2 separate regions of the Mus musculus genome follow, and region 1 is linked to region 2. The links are chromatin contacts, called in public HiChIP or PLAC-seq maps. All regions are on one chromosome and are shown on one strand. Each heading gives the region's core, a stretch centred on a gene start, on an enhancer-like site or on the middle of the called end of the contact. The rest is flanking DNA. Distances are from core to core; before and after follow the strand shown. Region 1 has its middle 25 kb from the start of Agpat4. Region 2 holds the start of Map3k4 (mitogen-activated protein kinase kinase kinase 4).

Region 1 (4,502 bases), core at 150-2,649, 220 kb after region 2:
AGACTGTAAGTCATCATAATAAATTCCCTTAATATAGAGAGACATTCCATAAGTTCTGTGACTCTAGAGAACCCAGACTAATACAGTCACCTAGGGGACAAGTCACCAGGGTCTGGAGGGACGCTCTGGATTGGGCTGAGGTGATAGGATTTACCTGAATGTGGGTGTGTCAGTTTGTATATGCTTGGCCCAGGGAATAGCACTATTAGAAGGTGTGGCCTTGTCATTGTGGGTGTGAGCTTTAAGACCCTCATCCTAGCTCCCTGGAAGCCAGTCTTCTCCTATTGGCCTTTAGATGAAGATGTAGAACTCTCAGCTCCTCTTGCACCATGCCTGCCTGGATGCTGCCATGCTCCCACCTTGATGATAATGGACTGAACCTCTGAACCTGTAAGCCAGCCCCAATTAAATGTTGTTTTTTATAAGACTTGCCTTGGTCATGGTGTCTGTTCACAGCAGTAAAACCCTAAGACAGTGGGCAACTCTGTTCCATGAGCTGGGGGCCCAGACTGAATAAGAACAAGAACTCAAGCTGAATATCAGCTTTCATCTCTCTACCTCTGCTTCCTGACTGTGGATACAATGTAACCAGCTGCCCCACTCTTGCCTGCCATCTTGCCTCCTCCACTCTACTGGACTGGACTGCTAGACTATGAGCCAAAGTAAACCATTCTTTCTTGCAGATGTATTTTTTTCAGGTTTTTTTTTTCTTTCTGTTCTTTCTTTTCTTTTCTTTTCTTTTTCTTTTCTTTCTTTCTTTTTTTTTTTTTAAGAAAAAGTACTGCTACAGAAGCCACATTTAAATGCTATTGTACACTAACGTCATCTGCTTTTTCATACCAACAGCATTGTCTGATTGTTGAAGCCTACGGTAGGTAGTCTCATGGCACTGAGCAGAGGGCTCTGCAGAGGCAGCCTGGCTTGCAGTCAATTCTGTGAGTACTGCACAGGGACCAGCCCAGCTGAAGTCAGTTCTCCCAGGATCTAAGTGTTCCTTGGATCAACAACAAAGCAGTTTTCAGCTCCGAAGCGTTTGTACAATGGAGTGCATGCTTGCCTGTTTTCTTGAGCGGAATTTGCAGAACACACTCTAACCTTTTCCCTGTTGACTCAGCATGAGTCACCATTATGAATCAAAACCATAGAATTTTAGTACAAAAAGGAACCTCAGAGACTACTTAGCTCTGGGTTTTCATATTCCAGAAGCAGGGCTAGAGGAGTTTAGGGGGTGGCAAGAGGGCGAGGATGGGATGTGAATTTGGAGGGGCCTGATCGGGAGACCCCACTTCACCTTTGGTCGTGCTCTGATTTCCACATCTGAGACTCACGCATGCTGTGTGGATGCTGACAGTCCAGACAGCTCTTGACAGAGTGGTTACATACCCTGTTCTCTGACCTCTGCGTCTCTGTCTCCACAGTTGCCCAAGACTTGCTTATGTACATGGGAGGCTGGAGTAAGGTTGCACTCAGCTGGGGCTTGCAGCTGCTACCATTACTACAGTGGGCTCAGAGGAGCCTTTCCATATGAACCCAGCTCTATTCTCTGCCTGGCTGTCACTGGTCAGTTCCTGGGGCAGTTATGGCACCCTCCCTTGAGAGAACCCCAACTTCTCTCCCTCACTACTTCACTCTTAGATCTGGCCACCAAGTTAGGGACTGAAATAACCAAATTGTACTTTTCTGGCCTGAGGGAATATACTCAAGAGCAAGGTGTCTGCTAGGGGGGACATCCCCTGGCTTACAAATGGCTCATCTTGTGTCACCAAGAAGGTTCCTTTTCTGTGCCTGTCAACGTTATAACCTCTTAGTGGGCCACTAATCATGATGTTTAGGGTGTACCCTAGTGCCACACTTTTACCTCTTCAAAGGCCATTTCCCCAAATACAGTGACTCCCAGAGCTTCTAATTGTTGAAACATGGCTCAGTCCATGATAATCTTATTCATGGCTCGGCTTACAGCAAATCAGGCTTTGAGGACAGTCACAGTGATGATTCCAGGGCCTTTTATGTATTCTTTTAATGCGCAATTGGCCCTTACACAGACAACTGACTTCTCAAAAAGTTTTTTCTTACTACTGGGTCTCATTATGGCACTTTCCAAACAAATTTGTGTTTGTTTGTTTCCCTGCTTCTCTCATTTCCTCCTTCCCCCTTGTAACTTCCTGCTTCCATCACATGTGACTTTTTGTGGCCACACCCACTTCCTCAACACCTCCTGTTTCCCTCTTGAGGACTCCTTGCTAGTTCCATAGTCTATACCCCTGTCAGACACACACACACCCTTTTTACATATCTATAACAATAAAAGTTAGGATCTACATATGTCTTAGTTAAGGTTTTGCTGCTGAGAACAGACACCATGACCAAGGCAACTCTTGTAAGGACAACATTTAATTAGGGCTGGCTTACAGTTTCAGAGGTTCAGTCCATTATCATCAAGGTGGAAGCATGGCAGCATCCAGGCAGGCATGGCCCAGGAGGAGCTGAGAGTTCTACATCTTCATCTGAAGGCCAATAGAAGACTGGCTTCCAGGGAGCTAGGATGAGGGTCTTAAAACCCACACCCACAATGACATACTTCCTCCAACAACTTCCTGCCACACCTTCTAACAGTGCTATTCCCTGGGCCAAACACATACAAACCACTACAGCATATGTGAAGGAGTGTGCGAGTCTTCTCTTTTGGAGTCTGGGCCACGTCGCTTAATAAGCTACTTCCCAGGTCTACCTGTTCTCCTGCAAATTTCATAATAGTTTTATTCTTCTTTCCAATTGAGCAAACTTTTAAAGCTATGTATATGTGTGTTTATGTGTATGTATATATATGTGTATGTATGTGTTTGTGTATACCTGTGTATGTGTGTATGAGACATTTTGAAAAAATTATCATAGGTCTTGGAATAGTTCCCAAAAGCAGCATGTGGATAAGCAGTGCGTGACGGGCCCTCACTCTACCCACATCACCCTAGGGAAGGCAGGGATGAATTCTGCCCTGAGCTCTGGAAACTGTCTGCTAGGCCTATAGGGGCAGAAGGAGTAGAAGCCTGTAGGTGGTCCCCAGTCTACAACGCAGAGGGCCCAGGGCAGTAGAAGGCCATGCAGGGGGCGTCCTGGGGCTGGCAGTGACCATCTGTGCTCAAACTTGTCTTTAGCTCCATGCCTCTCCTCGAACAACAAGACAGTCACCTGGGTATTAAGATGTGATTAAAATTCAATAGAGCAAGGCACACACACACACACACACACACACACACACACGCTCTGTGCCTGAAGAGAACAAAGGTCCTTGAAGGGACAGAGGGGACTGAGCTGGCACTGTGTCCAGCCATAAGGCTTCCTGGATGCTTAGCATCTGCCATTGCTTTCCTGGCCCAGAACTGGGTCCTTACCTCTCTTATCCTTCTGACTGGGAGATGTCTCCTCCTTCCCACCTCCCAGATTGTCTGCCCATGCTGGCTGTGGAGGGAGCACTGCCTCTCTGCATCCCTATCCCTCAGCCCTGCAGGCAGGCCCTCCTTTCTTCTTTCTTGGTTCCCACCCCAGCAAAGCCACACCCTCCTGCTTTCTTATTTATCTTACTAGGATAACTGGGATACTTTGGGCACCAAATGAGCTCAGAGTAACAATGTTGCCTGGATTTTAGAGGAGGTCTAGGGAACCAGAGATTATCCTTTGTGATTCCTTTCTCCTAGAGTCCTGTACAGGTACAGAATTGTGGCTTTAAAAAAGACCGTAGGAGCCAGGGTACCTAGATATCTCTTGTGAAACAGGCTCTCCTAGAAACGGCTGCATAGACAAGACTGGAGCAATGGCACTATCAAGAGACAGTTCATAAAGAAGGCAGAATAGTTCACGAGTCCTGCCCCCTAAACAAAGAACTATTGGCTGCTGGAAGAAGGAGAATTACCCTTTCGCCCAGGGATAAGCCTACTTATTGGCTGTCCAGTGCGGAGTGGTCAGTCTTGAAACCATATGCACCAGCACAACAAAACCAGACTCATCAGGTTTCATGTATGTATATTTATACACACATATATTTAATACATATAATCAAGGAAAAAAACCACAAAGGCTCTTGATGAGAGTGAGGGGAGAGAGAGGGTCTCTGGGAAGGCCTGGAGGGAGGAATGGGAGAAAGAGATGTAATTCTATTTCAATTAAAAATATTAAGGGAGGGGGAGGTGGGGGGAGGAGGAGGAGGAGGAAGTGGAGGAGGAGAAGGAGAAGGAGAAGGAGAAGGAGAAGGAGAAGGAGAAGGAGAAGGAGAAGGAGAAGGAGAAGGAGAAGGAGAAGGAGAAGAAGAAGAAGAAGAAGAAGAAGAAGAAGAAGAAGAAGAAGAAGAAGAAGAAGAAGAAGAAGAAGAAGAAGAAGAAGAAAAGTTTTTAAATGGGTGAGTGGATATCACCAGTCATCTTTGTAGGAATCACACAAAGAGGGGATACAAAAGAGGAAAGTTACTTTGAAATTTAAATGCTCCTTCTTCCTGCTACATCTGTAGAGAT
Region 2 (4,421 bases), core at 898-3,397:
TACACATTCTAGACAAAGAACCCTAACTCTGTGAAGAAGTGTCAGGAACAATAGGTATCTGAGAGTATATTAAATTCTAGGGGTGCTACTCAGAAAGAGAGAGATGGTGTGGATGTGGGCCTACAGCAAAATAACAATTATTTTGGAGTTTGCTTTTTCAGGTTTACAGAATCTTCAGTTACCAGTCTCCAGTGATCAAGGGCATCTTCCAGCATGGCTCTTCGAGGTGGCCCTTCCCCAAAGAACCTTTACATCCTGTCGCATGCAAGAAGGTAGGCCAGTGGCTCCTTCTGAAGCCATTTAAGAGTGAAGTTAGCAAGGTGACCATTTGCCATGTTCTAAGGTGGCTTGTCTTTAACGCCTCCATAACAGTATTTGCTAGGTTCCTACCATGTATTAAGCCCTGGGCTCCTGACACTTGGTGACTGGGTGACACGTAGGTCCAAAGAATGGTTTCTGCTCCAAAGGAGCCAACAGTCTAGAGGTAAAGAAATGCTCTGAGAGTAAGCGGAGGATGCTGAGGTCTCTGGCCTGGAACCCTGGAGGCACCGGAGAGTGCTGCTGAGAAAGACCATTGTGAATCAGCTAGTCTATCTATGTATGTTGAGGCAAAAAGGCCCTGCACACAAACCGAGTTAGTATCAAGTAATCTAGGTCTCTATGCACATCGAGTGGTACGATGAGATGATGTAAATGTCTTTAGTTCCTTCTAGAATATGCGGTACCCAGTAGACAATGAAGGATAAAAAAAAGTCATGGCTCTTCCTGAGGCTGATTTGTGTTCAGCGTTTTATGAGTGGGAAGCAGTGTGCCCATTGGCTCACTTCCTGGCAGCAGTCAGAGGTTTCCTTATCGACTCTCCTCATATGCAATTTAAGGAGGGCTCAGGTTAGCCCAGTGTAGAGGGAGACGAAACTATCAGAATTACAGAGAGATGGGAAACACTCTGCAGAGCTCTCAGTGAAAATGAATGGGTCTTTAAAATTATTAGGATAGACTGAGTTCATTTCCTTTGAATGCTTCGTTTTGCTTTGTTCTCTCTCCCTCCATTAGGCAACTTCTCACGGCTGCTTCCTTAGTGTCTCCCGAAGTCCTAATGCAATATGTGCACTGAATAGTTGTTGACTGACTGCATGTTGTTGAATTAATGAAAGGGATGTCAACTCAGAAATCCAGCACTGGCAGACATTATAGATAATGTAGTCTACTGTAACAACAGCAAGAGTATGCTCTTTAATTACAGAGACATTTCTGTAACACAGCTGATTTCAGAGTATCTTTATCTTGCTTAGCTCTTAAATCTTACCTTGAAATTTTTTCTTTCAGTCAGTTAAAAAAATTTGTTCAAAATTTATATCTCTACATAGCAAAGCTAAAGAATCATTTTTTTAAAAAAAATCAAACTAAGTGGAAACAAACATATTTGATTCTGAATACGATTTCTGAACTGAATCTGGATTTCAGAAGGCATGATTGCAACTCAAAGGCTGTAAAGCTGCGCAAGCTAAGAATGACTGAAAGATGCTCTGCTATTTCAATTCTTTTAATAACTTCAAATCTTTACAACTTCTTTATCCCTTTCTTTCTTCTTTAGTGTAGCAACTGTGCAAGTTTCTGAAAAAGCACTTTCTAACCTTGGGATCCTGGGTGAGGACGGCGTCCTCTGCTGCCTGATTGGTGTGTCACTCTGATGGTCTGAGTCTGCAGAAGGCCCACACTTCCATGTCAGAGCTGTGGGCGTCTGGGTGACATCATCCTTATTCCGAAAGGCAGAATCCAGTGGCGCAGAGACCTTGAGCTCCAGTTTATGAAGCATTCCTGCTCGCCCAGACAACCCTACCTCTCCAAATGTCTCCTGTGCCCTTAGCCTCAGGACCTCCCGAGGCCACCCGCGGTCACCCAGCGACACCTGATTTACCACTGGCCAGTGCGCTCCTCCCTCCCGCCTCGCCCCGCCCAGGCGGACTCAGCCGCCCGCCGAGGCGTGTCCCTCGCTGCCCGCCGTAGCCCAGCGTTCGGCCGGCCGCCGTTCCCAAGATGGCCGCTGCGCGCACGGCTCCTGCGGCGGGCTAGAGGCGGAGGCGGAGTCGAGTCACTCCCTCACCCCGCGGCTCCTGGTCTTCCCGCACCAGGCTGCAGCTGACGACCCGCCGCGGTCATGCGAAGCTTGGTGCACGGATGAGAGACGCCATCGCCGAGCCGGTGCCCCCTCCTGCCCTCGCCGACACCCCTGCAGCCGCCATGGAGGAGCTGCGGCCAGCACCGCCGCCACAGCCCGAGCCGGATCCGGAGTGCTGCCCAGCGGCGAGGTGAGTGCACGGCTGCAGCTGCAGCTCGGAGGGAGCAGGGTGGCGCGTGAAGGGGGCGTGGGGTCCTCGGCTGCGCGCCAGGTGGGCGCGGAGCATCCGGACCTCCGGTGGCGGGAGGGGCGCGGTGCAGCGCGGAGCCCGGTGCTCCGCTTCCGCGCGACCCCTGCCCGGGCTCGGAGGCCAAGCTCCCGAGCGACCCTGGCCTTTGCAGTAGTGCTCCCCGGGGCCCTGCTGCAGACAGCCCCAGCTTGCCCCGGACTGCCGCTCGGGCTCGGATCAGTGATCGGATGGAAGGAAGGTGGTCCATCTTTCTCCTTTTTCCAGGAAAAGAGAGGCGACGTGCCTCTCGGCAGTTCCTTGCTCCTTCAGCCCTTTGCAGCGCGCCTCCCAGCCTTCTGTCCCCAGGGCGAAGCTTCACGTAACTGCAGACAAGGTTCCTTGTCAGAGATCCTTTTACTGTCTTCTAGCAACAGCCTGATGCAGTGTTGCGCACGAAAATAGCTAAGGGTTTATGTGTGAAACTTTGCTACCGCAGGAAGCTCCAAGATGGAACTTTGGTACCCAGAGTATCTGTTGCATTCTGCTCCGTAGAAGCTCTTTTAACTGCTACGAAGAGTCTCAAGTTTTAATTGGGAGGGTAAACTCACGGTGTCCTGATTTTGTGTTTAAATGCCAGTCCTTTGCATCTCAGGATAAACTTTGACTGCTTCCTGTCCCCTATAGTGAAAACACTCCCACAACTCCTCCTGGCTTAAGGTCTCGCTCTATAACCTCAGGAAGAAGGCAGTTAAATAGCTTTGCTTTTTCCTGCTTGAAGAAATAGCAAATTTATAGTTGTAGCGAGACCCGAACACGGGAGCCATTCACATCCTTGCTTGTCACCACTGGGTTGCCTGAGAGGAATTTTACTTTTTCAAAGCCGTGAGAGCTACTGCATTGTGTTTCTTAATTTCAAGATAGTTCTGTGACATCTTTTGGGGCATTTTCTTTAAGGAATAGTACAGGGTGCTATTAGAAGTCTTTTTTCAGAAAGTTCATAATTTTCTTAATGTATTGAGCTGTTGAGCAATTTTTACTCCTTTAATCGTTATTTTAGAAATAATAAATGTGAGTCCTTACTTAATGCTTAAAATGTTTTATCACGTAGCCATTACTTTTGTTAATTCATTTAATCTTTATAACAGTCTTATGAGTTAATTCTGCTATTCATCTCCTTTATGTAAGAGGAAACTGAGGCAAAAGGTAAATAGCATATATAAAGATTAACAGCTTGTAATGAACAAAAGTCTGGCTGCCTAGTTTGTGCCTTAATTATCACGAGGAAGAGGGATGATTTCATACCCACAGACCCGACATTATAATTCTATGTAACTGTTCTCGGGGGAGAAAATGGACTTGAGCGGTGTTAGGCAGAGGGATAAAAATCTGCTATCAAAACGCTGCTTTCCTATTGATAAACAGCCTTGCCTTCCAGCCAGGAGCCTGTCTCTTTGTTATAATAAAAATAGGTCAGGATAATGGGCCTCATCCAACTTTACGTGAACAGCAGTGTACAGAACAAGGAGATCTTTGAAGTATTTTTCTTAGCAACATTGCAGTTAATTTTACAATAGCAAATGCGTAGAGCAGATTTTTTTTTTCTCTTGGTGAAGCTGCTGCTTTGCCTTTTTGCTGCAGTAATGGACACTGCCTCCTCTTCAGTTGGCAGGGGTGACCTCTGGCACTATTACTGTCCATCTGTGGTAAGCGATGTTGCAGGGAGCTCCAGCTGTTTGTATGTGGTCCACATTCCTACCTATTCACAAGAGGCTCATACATTGCCGTATACATCCCGAATCTGCTCAGTGCCTCCCCCCAACACGCCAGCGACCACTAATCTGTTACCTAGCATTTCCAGGTGGCTCTCTGGCAGACCAGAATAAAGCTGTTGATGTTGTTGTTCCTCGGCTGTGCGTGTGTGTCATTGATCACGCAGGCTGTGCTCGAGCACAGGTCTTCTGTAGGAGTCAGGCCCGTACTTGTTGGCCCCGAAAGCTGTATGGCAAGTGCACGTGGCAGATGCCAGCACCCAGGATGTCTGCTGTGGGTGCGCTTCGCTCCTGACAGTGAGTT

The links. HiChIP or PLAC-seq counts read pairs in DNA pulled down with a chosen protein or histone mark.
Region 1: a contact with region 2 is called in an H3K4me3 HiChIP or PLAC-seq map of bone marrow-derived macrophages, with 4 times the contacts expected there. The contact joins the enhancer-like site here to the promoter of Map3k4 in region 2. A contact is called at or near these places in 5 of 39 promoter capture datasets (the HPC-7 cell line, embryonic stem cells, hippocampal neurons and 2 more), 3 of 484 Hi-C or Micro-C datasets (embryonic stem cells and erythroblasts), 10 of 115 datasets of contacts at active chromatin or transcription factors (bone marrow-derived macrophages, embryonic stem cells, fetal liver and 3 more) and 2 of 9 other capture datasets (adipose tissue and liver).

What each region holds. Positions count from the first base shown.
Region 1 is chr17:12,091,923-12,096,424 of GRCm38.p6, reverse strand. No RefSeq gene overlaps it. Among named protein-coding and RNA genes, the nearest start is that of Agpat4, 25 kb to the left of the region's middle. Within about 2 kb of position 1,399, at least 91 of the 459 cell types and tissues checked have an H3K27ac peak or open chromatin away from gene starts, as enhancers often do. A contact at or near this core is called in adipose tissue, bone marrow-derived macrophages and pancreatic cancer cells, where this site is marked.
Region 2 is chr17:12,316,386-12,320,806 of GRCm38.p6, reverse strand. Map3k4 (mitogen-activated protein kinase kinase kinase 4) reads left to right here and starts at 2,147. Exons shown (of 27, transcript NM_011948.2): 1 at 2,147-2,309. The coding sequence starts at 2,179. It overlaps 4732491K20Rik (RIKEN cDNA 4732491K20 gene), which reads right to left and starts at 1,954. Exons shown (of 2, transcript NR_045290.1): 1 at 1,635-1,954.